Linked DNA regions of Ovis aries: region 2 is linked to region 1. Evidence: chromatin contacts called from public Hi-C data. All regions are on one chromosome and are shown on one strand. The core of a region is the stretch at or near the end of the contact, and the rest is flanking DNA. Distances in the headings are between cores, read along the strand shown.

Region 1 (3,754 bases), core at 362-2,861:
AAAGCTCAACTAGATTGTTGACATCCAGTATTAGGACACAATGAGGCATTAAAGCTTGGCAGGACTTACTGCTCATCCTTGTAAAAGCTCATTGCTTTATGGCAGCAGAACCTAACAAACTCTTCACCAGTGGACAGAAAAGGCTGGGATTGGCACTTCATAAACAGAAAACCACGTCCAGCCCTGAGTATTTATCCAGCTGGCACACATACAGCAATTCCACCCAGGCACCCAGAGTCAGAAACCGCCAGATCGCCCTGGAAAGGTTATAAAGACTTCACTTCCACATCAGATGGAACGCGGGAAGGCAAGCGGGCCAAGTCCCCACACTGGGTAGCAGGAGCCCCCCCCCCCCCCGCACCCCAGCTCGGCGGCCGCGGCCAGCCCTGGGCAGCACCCACCGGGCGCCCCGAAAGCCGCCCGCATGGCCTGCAAGGGTGAGGGTGGGGTGGCCAGGCTACCGCCCACATTGTGGGGCATCCTGCTGAGACCAGGAAACCAAGAAATCAGGAACAAATCGGATTGGAATTAAAAACCACCTCATGCAGGTTCCACGGGCCACCTCCCTCCATTAAACAGCAAGGCGATTTGTAGGCCTTTCTGACCCGCTCTCTGAGGAGCGCGGGGAGAGGATGTAGGGTCAGGGGGGGCCAGCGAACCAGGAAACCGCTGCGGGAGAAGACATTTAACTCCTCACTGGGGCGCGCGCACGCTCGCGCACGAAAGCACACACACACACACACACACACACACACACGTACAAACAACACTAAAAGAATTCCTTCATCAAAAACTGGGCCTATGGATTTGGAATCGGAGTTGATTTCTTTAAAAAAAAAATTCTGAATTTCTCCATTTGATTCAGTTATTGGCTCATTTCCTAAGAGGTTGGTCCTTTCCAGGTCCAGGGAAACTTTGATCATCCTAAAGTAACATTCGGGAAACAATGAAATGAAAAAAACTACAAAGCACCAAAAGCTGCTGCGGGCAGAAGGCTTCGCCCAGGAGTCCGCAGTGGACGGCAGGGTAGGTAGGAGGCGAAGCCGCAGCGAAGGAATCCAGTTCGCCCCGGACAGCCGGGGGCGCGGCGCGCGGCACGGTCCCGGGAACCGCCGCCAACGAAACTTCCGAAGGTTGGCGGAGGTGGGGAGCTGGCGGCTCCGGGATCAGGACGGAGCGACCCTGGTGGGAGGGACCCCGAGGACAGGCATCGGAGGGGTCGGGGCTGCGCTGGGCTGAGTGGCGTCGGAGTGGTTTGGGAGCCCCTGATGGAGCGCGGGCCTCGCGGGGTGGAAGTCAGGTCCCGGGGATCCGGCCCCCGCGCCTGCCGGTCAGAGGTCCCAGGAGCCGCCGCAGACCCGGCCTGGCTCCGAGGGGGCGAGGCAGCCGGCTGGGGTGGAGGGGGCGGGGTGGGCGGAGTAGGGAAGGGGCGTCGCCTCGGTCGCCCCCGCCCTCTCCGCGGTCATTGGGCGGCCGCCGCGGGGTCCGCGCCACCTTCTCCCCGGCGCACCCGCCCGCCCCCCCTGCGCTCCTCCGGGGGCTGGTCCGGCCCCGGCCGCTGACGTCACCGGCAAGTTTGCTGCCCTCGGAGCTCCACGTGTGGCGGCGGCGACTGCCCGGGAGGCGGCGGGGAGGCGGGGAGCGCAGTGGCCGCGGCTGCAGACGGGTCCCGCGCAGCCCGGTTCAGCCGCGCCGCTCCCAGGTGGGGCCGAGAGCCGCCGGAGCGGCCGGGCCCGCACGGAGAGGAGCGGACGACTGGGCGCGGCCCCTCTGGCTCCCGCTCCGGCAGAGGGACTCGGGGGACCTCGCCCCAGGGCCGGGAGCGCGCACCCAGGCGGGCCGGACACCGAGCAAGCGGCGGCTTGGAGGCGCTGTCCCCACCGCGGTCTGGAGCGCGCGAAGCCCAGTGGCCCGGGAGCCGCGCGTCCGCTCTCCAGGACCGAGCGAGGGATGCACGATCGCTGAGCTGGGACGCGCGCTGAGAGGCTGCTCCGGCCCGGGGCTGAGACGCACTCCTTCGCCACCCGCCGCCGAGATCCCCGTTCCGGCAACTCTCGGGGACCTGGGGCGCCGAGCGCGGCCCCGGGCTGAGGACTTGGGCGAGTCTAAGACGATGGTTTCTTAAGCACGGCATCACGTCCCCCTTCCCGCCCCCCTCGACCGACCGGAGGCTGGGATCCCGCGCGCGGCTCCGGGGCCTCCATCTCCCGGCGGAGCCCCGGCTGCTGCCGCCGGGGCAGCTCGCACGGCCGCAGGGGCGCAGGGCGATGTGGCCTCGGTCCAGCGCGCAGGAGCCCCCGGAGGATGTCCCGGCACCTGGCGGAGTCCCGGCCTAGCATGGCCCGCGCGCTGCCCGACGTTGCCTCCGGCTAGGATGGCCCCTCCGGGCCCGGCCGGCGCCCACCCCACCTCGGCCGAGCCGCTGTCCCGCAGCGTCTTCCGCAAGTTCTTGCTGACCCTCTGCTCTCTGCTCACGTCCCTCTACGTCTTCTACTGCCTGGCCGAGCGCTGCCAGACCCTATCGGGCCCCGTCGTGGGGCGGTCGGGCAGCGGCGAGGAGGCAGGGACCCCGGGCCGCGGCGTCCTGGCCGGAGGCCCGGGGGAGCTGGCCGCGTGGCCCACGGCCGCGCGAAGGAAGCGCCTCCTGCAAGTGCGGCCGCGGCCGAGGCGCCGGCCGCCCTCCCAGCGAGACGACCGCGAGGAGGCGGCCGGGGAAGAGGAGCCCCCCGGGCTGGCGGGGAGTCTCGGCGGCTCCGGGGCCGGGAGCAGCGTGGCCGAGACTCCGCCGGGGACCTTGGCCCTGCTGCTGGACGAGGGGAGCAAGCAGCTGCCGCAGGCTATCATCATCGGCGTGAAGAAGGGCGGCACGCGGGCGCTGCTGGAGTTCCTGCGCGTGCACCCCGACGTGCGCGCCGTGGGCGCAGAGCCCCACTTCTTCGACCGCAGCTACGACAAGGGCCTCGCCTGGTACCGGTGAGCGGACTTGGGGCAGGGAGGGGGCGGCCGGGGCTCGCGGTGGGGGCCCCAGGAGCCCGTGGCGACCCTCACCGAGTGCATCTCCCTCCCAGATTTCATCAGTGGGCAGAGGGTCACCAGTAGCTGTCCTTAAGACGAGAGGTCTTTCCCCCACCCTACCTCTGTCTAAATATGGAGAAATATTTAGTACTAAACCCCTGTATTTTCCATTTGCCATATAGACATTATTTCCACAGTAAAGTGGATGAGGCCGGGGTGGGGGGCGGTGGATATTTTGGCCTTAGAGACATTTTTCTTCAGGTTTTCGGATTCCTTTCTCCCCAAATAGCCCATCTCTTGATTTTCTCCTACTCTGTGGGAAGGAGAGAGAGAGAAAATGTCCCTGCCAAGTTAGAAACCTGCTCACCAATTACTAGATAAGTAACCTAGTGAGTGGATCCTTTCCCCAAGGAAACCTGTTTGTTTCTCCTTTATCTTCTGGGCGGTTCCCTGGGGTTAATGCAGTCTTTGCCATCGCCTATTTATTTACTTATGTTAACTCTTTGCCAGAGAATTGTCCTGGGTGGTAAGTGATATAGATAATTGTTCCGAGTGGTAAGTAATACAGACACTTAAAGTGTCAGAAACTAGACTCTAGGTTTGGGGGTATGTATGTGAGTGTGTTTTAAAAAAGGCTTTGTTGGCAATAACTTTTGTTTAGGGCAAGGAAATTGTACACAATGCCTTCTGTATTTGTGGAAAAGAGTACCTTTTGTCTCTGGACTGGCAGAAACTTTTC
Region 2 (3,675 bases), core at 973-3,472, 410 kb before region 1:
GGAGGGGAGGGCGAGGCTGGGGAGAGAGCGGTTTTAATCCGCTCGCCCAGCTCCCTTTTATCTTTCGAGCTCTCTCGGTCCCCAAAGAGGGGATGGGGGCAGGGATGGGGTTTGGTTCGACTCTCTTTTGTTTTCCGAAATCCCCCGCCTCTTGCAGGCTGGTTGGGCCTGGAGGGGTGCCGGCGAGTCGAGGGAGTTATGTTTGTGGGGGTCGGAGGCAGTGACCGGGGAGAAGGGCCGGTCCCCTGGTTGGCGAGGAGACTTCCCGACACCGGAGTCTGGATCCCTTGCTCACCAGCGCCTCACGAGAAGCTCAACCAACCCAACCGCTCACCCCCAAAGACTGCGGGAGGCCTTGGTAAGAGGTCGTGATTATGACCCCCCCGGGGGGAGGGGCAATGTCCCTTTGGAACCGCACCCATAACCCGACCCGAGAACCGAGTTTACGGAAGCCCACGCAACCCGCATTTCTCAAATTCATGCACCCACAATATTCTTTGCACCCCGGCGCGTCAAGGGCCCGCGGAGACAGGCGACCCTGCCCCGGGTCTCTCAGCGTCCCGGCCGGGGAGGCGGAAACCGGTGGGCCGTGCCCCGGGCGCCTGGAAGCCTTCAAAGCGGCGCGCCTCCCGCCGGCTGCAGTGCGCGCCTTTGCCCGACAGGGACCAGCACCGCTCCACGCGCCGCGCGCCTGCCCGCTCGCCCGCCGGAGCCCAGGCTGCCGGGCCGCGAGCGGTCTGACCCTTTCGGAAAGTGAACGGACTCCCCGCGGCCTTCGCAGCACGGCGTCGCTCCCACTCCATCCCCATCCGGACAGCAGAAGCTGCTCTAGAAGTTGGTCTGGGGCGGAAACCGTCCCGGACCCGACAGGAAAAATAAAACACGAGACTCGTTTGGGAGGCAGCCGCAGTTAGAGGGTTGCGCGCTTTTCTGAGCACCTTCCCAGTTGCTGGCCTCCTTCCTTGAGGAAAGATCGCCGGATTAATCCCTAGGCACCGTGGGCCGCTGAGCCGCCAGATATTCTGGAGAAGTGTCTCCAGACTGGGGCGAGAGCGGAGCCCAGCGCACCCCGTACGGCGCTGCGGGCCAGCACCGCGAGGTCGTCGCTCGGCTCCCCTTCCCGCCCCTGTGGTCCGAAGTTGTACCCCTGCCAGCTCCCCAGCGTACATGCCACGCCCGCGTCCTCTCGTCAGGATCGCGGCTGGAGCCCTGGCCCTGCCCGGGACACTCACCGGTACCAGGCAAGGCCCTTGTCGTAGCTGCGGTCGAAGAAGTGGGGCTCTGCGCCCACGGCGCGCACGTCGGGGTGCACGCGCAGGAACTCCAGCAGCGCCCGCGTGCCGCCCTTCTTCACGCCGATGATGATGGCCTGCGGCAGCTGCTTGCTCCCGGACCCGCTGAAGAAGCTAGAGATGGGGCTGGGGGAGTCCGGCGTCTCGGGGCTCTGCTCCTCCTGGCTCGTGGCGCCTTCGGCCACCTCTCCGCCCGCAGCCGACTGGGTGGCTGGCGCCGCCGGGAACGGCAGCCTCGGGGCGGCCCGTCCGGACCCGGGGCCGGCGGGGCGTGGGCGGCGCGGGACCCGGAGCCCAGCAGCAGCAGCCCCGGCGCGGCGGCGCAGGAGCCGGCGCACGAGTAGACGAGCAAGTAGAGCCAGACGCAGAGCATGGCGAACAGCAGCGCGAGCCTCCTCCTCACCGGCGGCGGGGGCGGCGGCGGCTGCGGCAGGAGCCGGCCGGGGACATCGAGGCAGGACCGGCCGCCGCTCAGGCGCTGCCCCATGCGCTGCCCGCGCGCGCGGCGAGGAGCATGGCTCAGCACATGGCGCAGGGCCCGCCGGAGCAGGGAGCGCTGCGAGAGTTCCCTGGACGCCGGGAGGTTCGGCTTATTGGCCCCGCGCGCCCGCGGTCGCTGCTGTTGCTCTGCCCCAGGTGGCGGCGGCAGCTGCACGGCCGGCGGCTTTTGACATGTTGCCGGGAGGAGCCACAACTGGAACGAAGGTCGGGTGGTGGCAACTGCCGGCCTGGGGCTGCGACGCCGCGCTCGGGGCCGGCAGAGTTCTGCACTCCGGCGTTTCGACTCCTCCGGACTGTGCGCGCCGCACGGCCGCTCGCCGGGGCTGCCTCCTCGCGGTCCCGTGAACCGAGCTCTGAGCGCAGCCCCGGCGCTTCACCGGCGGAGGCTGCGAAGGAGGACTGCGCAGGAAGAGCGCCGGAGACCGAGACAGAGTGGGCGGGCCCGGCCACCGGGAGTGATGGGTCACTCCACCTACCAGAAACCCGGGGCGCCATGCAAATCCCGCCGCTTGGCTGAGGGTTCGGCAGCCAACCAGCTCCCGGAACATGGGGGTGTGGAAAGGGTTCGGGGGCGGTGGAGAGCAATCGGGGGCTGCTACTGGCTGAGAGACAAGGGGCGGGCCTGGAGGGGCGGAACCAAGGGCTGGTGACAGGCGCAGCTGGGAGGAAGGATGCTGGAGAGACCGCGCGCGCAGGGAAAGCGCCGACCCTCCGATCGCTGCACCCCGGCGCCCGCACACACTTCCGCACTCGTTCCCCAGGAGCCGGGCTCGGCTGCATTTGCCCCTGTGTGCGGACACGTGTCCCCATCCAGATGGTTCGCCGGCGGGATCGTGGTGTGTGCGCGCGTTAGAAGTAGGGAAGGGGTGGAAGCGCAAGTCTGGTCGGAGATGCCCTCCCATCCCACTCCGGGACTCGGAGGGGGGCCCTTCCGGAACTGGCACGGGTTTAGGAAGTTTAAGTGGAAATCGCTGGCGAACTTTTTTCTTTAAGTCTCCTTCTTACTCTTTGCTGGGAGTTGATCTCTCTCGGGCAGCAGGTTAACGCGATCGGTGGATCGTTAGATAGTTCCTGAGGAACTATCCTTAGGAAAAATTCTTCCCTCGCTTCCCAAAGTGCTGGAGAAAGGTCGGGAGAAATTAACAGGGAGTTAAAGGCTGTGGGAATTTTTCCCGGCGCCGAAAAGTGTGTGTGAAAGTTGTGTCCGGATATGAGCTGTTGGGGACGTTGGAAAACGTTCTCTTCCCTTCCCATGAATAAATATCAAAGCCAACATTCGCCTGCATCAGGAGTCGGTTTGATTTGCTGACCTGTTACACGAAGTATTAGGTGTTTTCTCTATGTCGAAAGTCAACTAGGAGCAAATCGATCCTGGAGTTGCACTTAAAGTCCACTCCAAGTCTCTTTCCTAGAGTTTCCTCCATAGAGTGACCCGTCCCAGCTTGGCGGCGGCCTCGCTGCTTCATTGATGCGCCGCGTTCCGGTTGGAAGCTTCGGCTCACCCCGGCGGCACTCAGGAAGTTCTGGATGAGAAGACTCGACCCCAGAGGGGTCAGAGGGCCTCCCACGCTTGGCCCCGCGTGGTTCCGGGACAGAACCTTCCTTCCGATCCCAACCTCCACGCGGCCCCAGGCTGAGCGCGGCCCCAGGCTGAGCGCGGCCCCCGCTGCCTTCCCAGTGCGCGCGGGCGGGCGGCGGAACCGCCGAGCCCCGGTCCCCTTGCCGCGCTGTCCCCTCCCGAGGAAGTTCCCGCGGGACCTGTTCCCCTCCGCCCGGAACACACCGAGGACGCCCCTCGGTCATGAGCTTCTAAAGTTGGAAAGTCTGCCGGAGAGCGGGAGCGGCGACCCCGGAGGGTTCTGGTGACCCTGCGGCCCCCACC

What was found. A called contact is a pair of places that touch in the nucleus more often than the background predicts.
Region 2: a contact with region 1 is called in a Hi-C map of hypothalamus, with 5 times the contacts expected there. The contact joins the promoter of LOC101115554 here to the promoter of HS3ST3A1 in region 1. A contact is called at or near these places in 10 of 16 Hi-C or Micro-C datasets (blood, hypothalamus, liver and 5 more).

Annotation. Positions count from the first base shown.
Region 1 is chr11:31,580,073-31,583,826 of ARS-UI_Ramb_v3.0, reverse strand. HS3ST3A1 (heparan sulfate-glucosamine 3-sulfotransferase 3A1) reads left to right here and starts at 1,611. Exons shown (of 2, transcript XM_042255686.2): 1 at 1,611-2,973. The coding sequence starts at 2,375.
Region 2 is chr11:31,991,741-31,995,415 of ARS-UI_Ramb_v3.0, reverse strand. It overlaps LOC101115554 (heparan sulfate glucosamine 3-O-sulfotransferase 3B1), which reads right to left and starts at 2,222. Exons shown (of 3, transcript XM_004012715.5): 1 at 1,539-2,222; 2 at 1,233-1,536. The coding sequence starts at 1,779.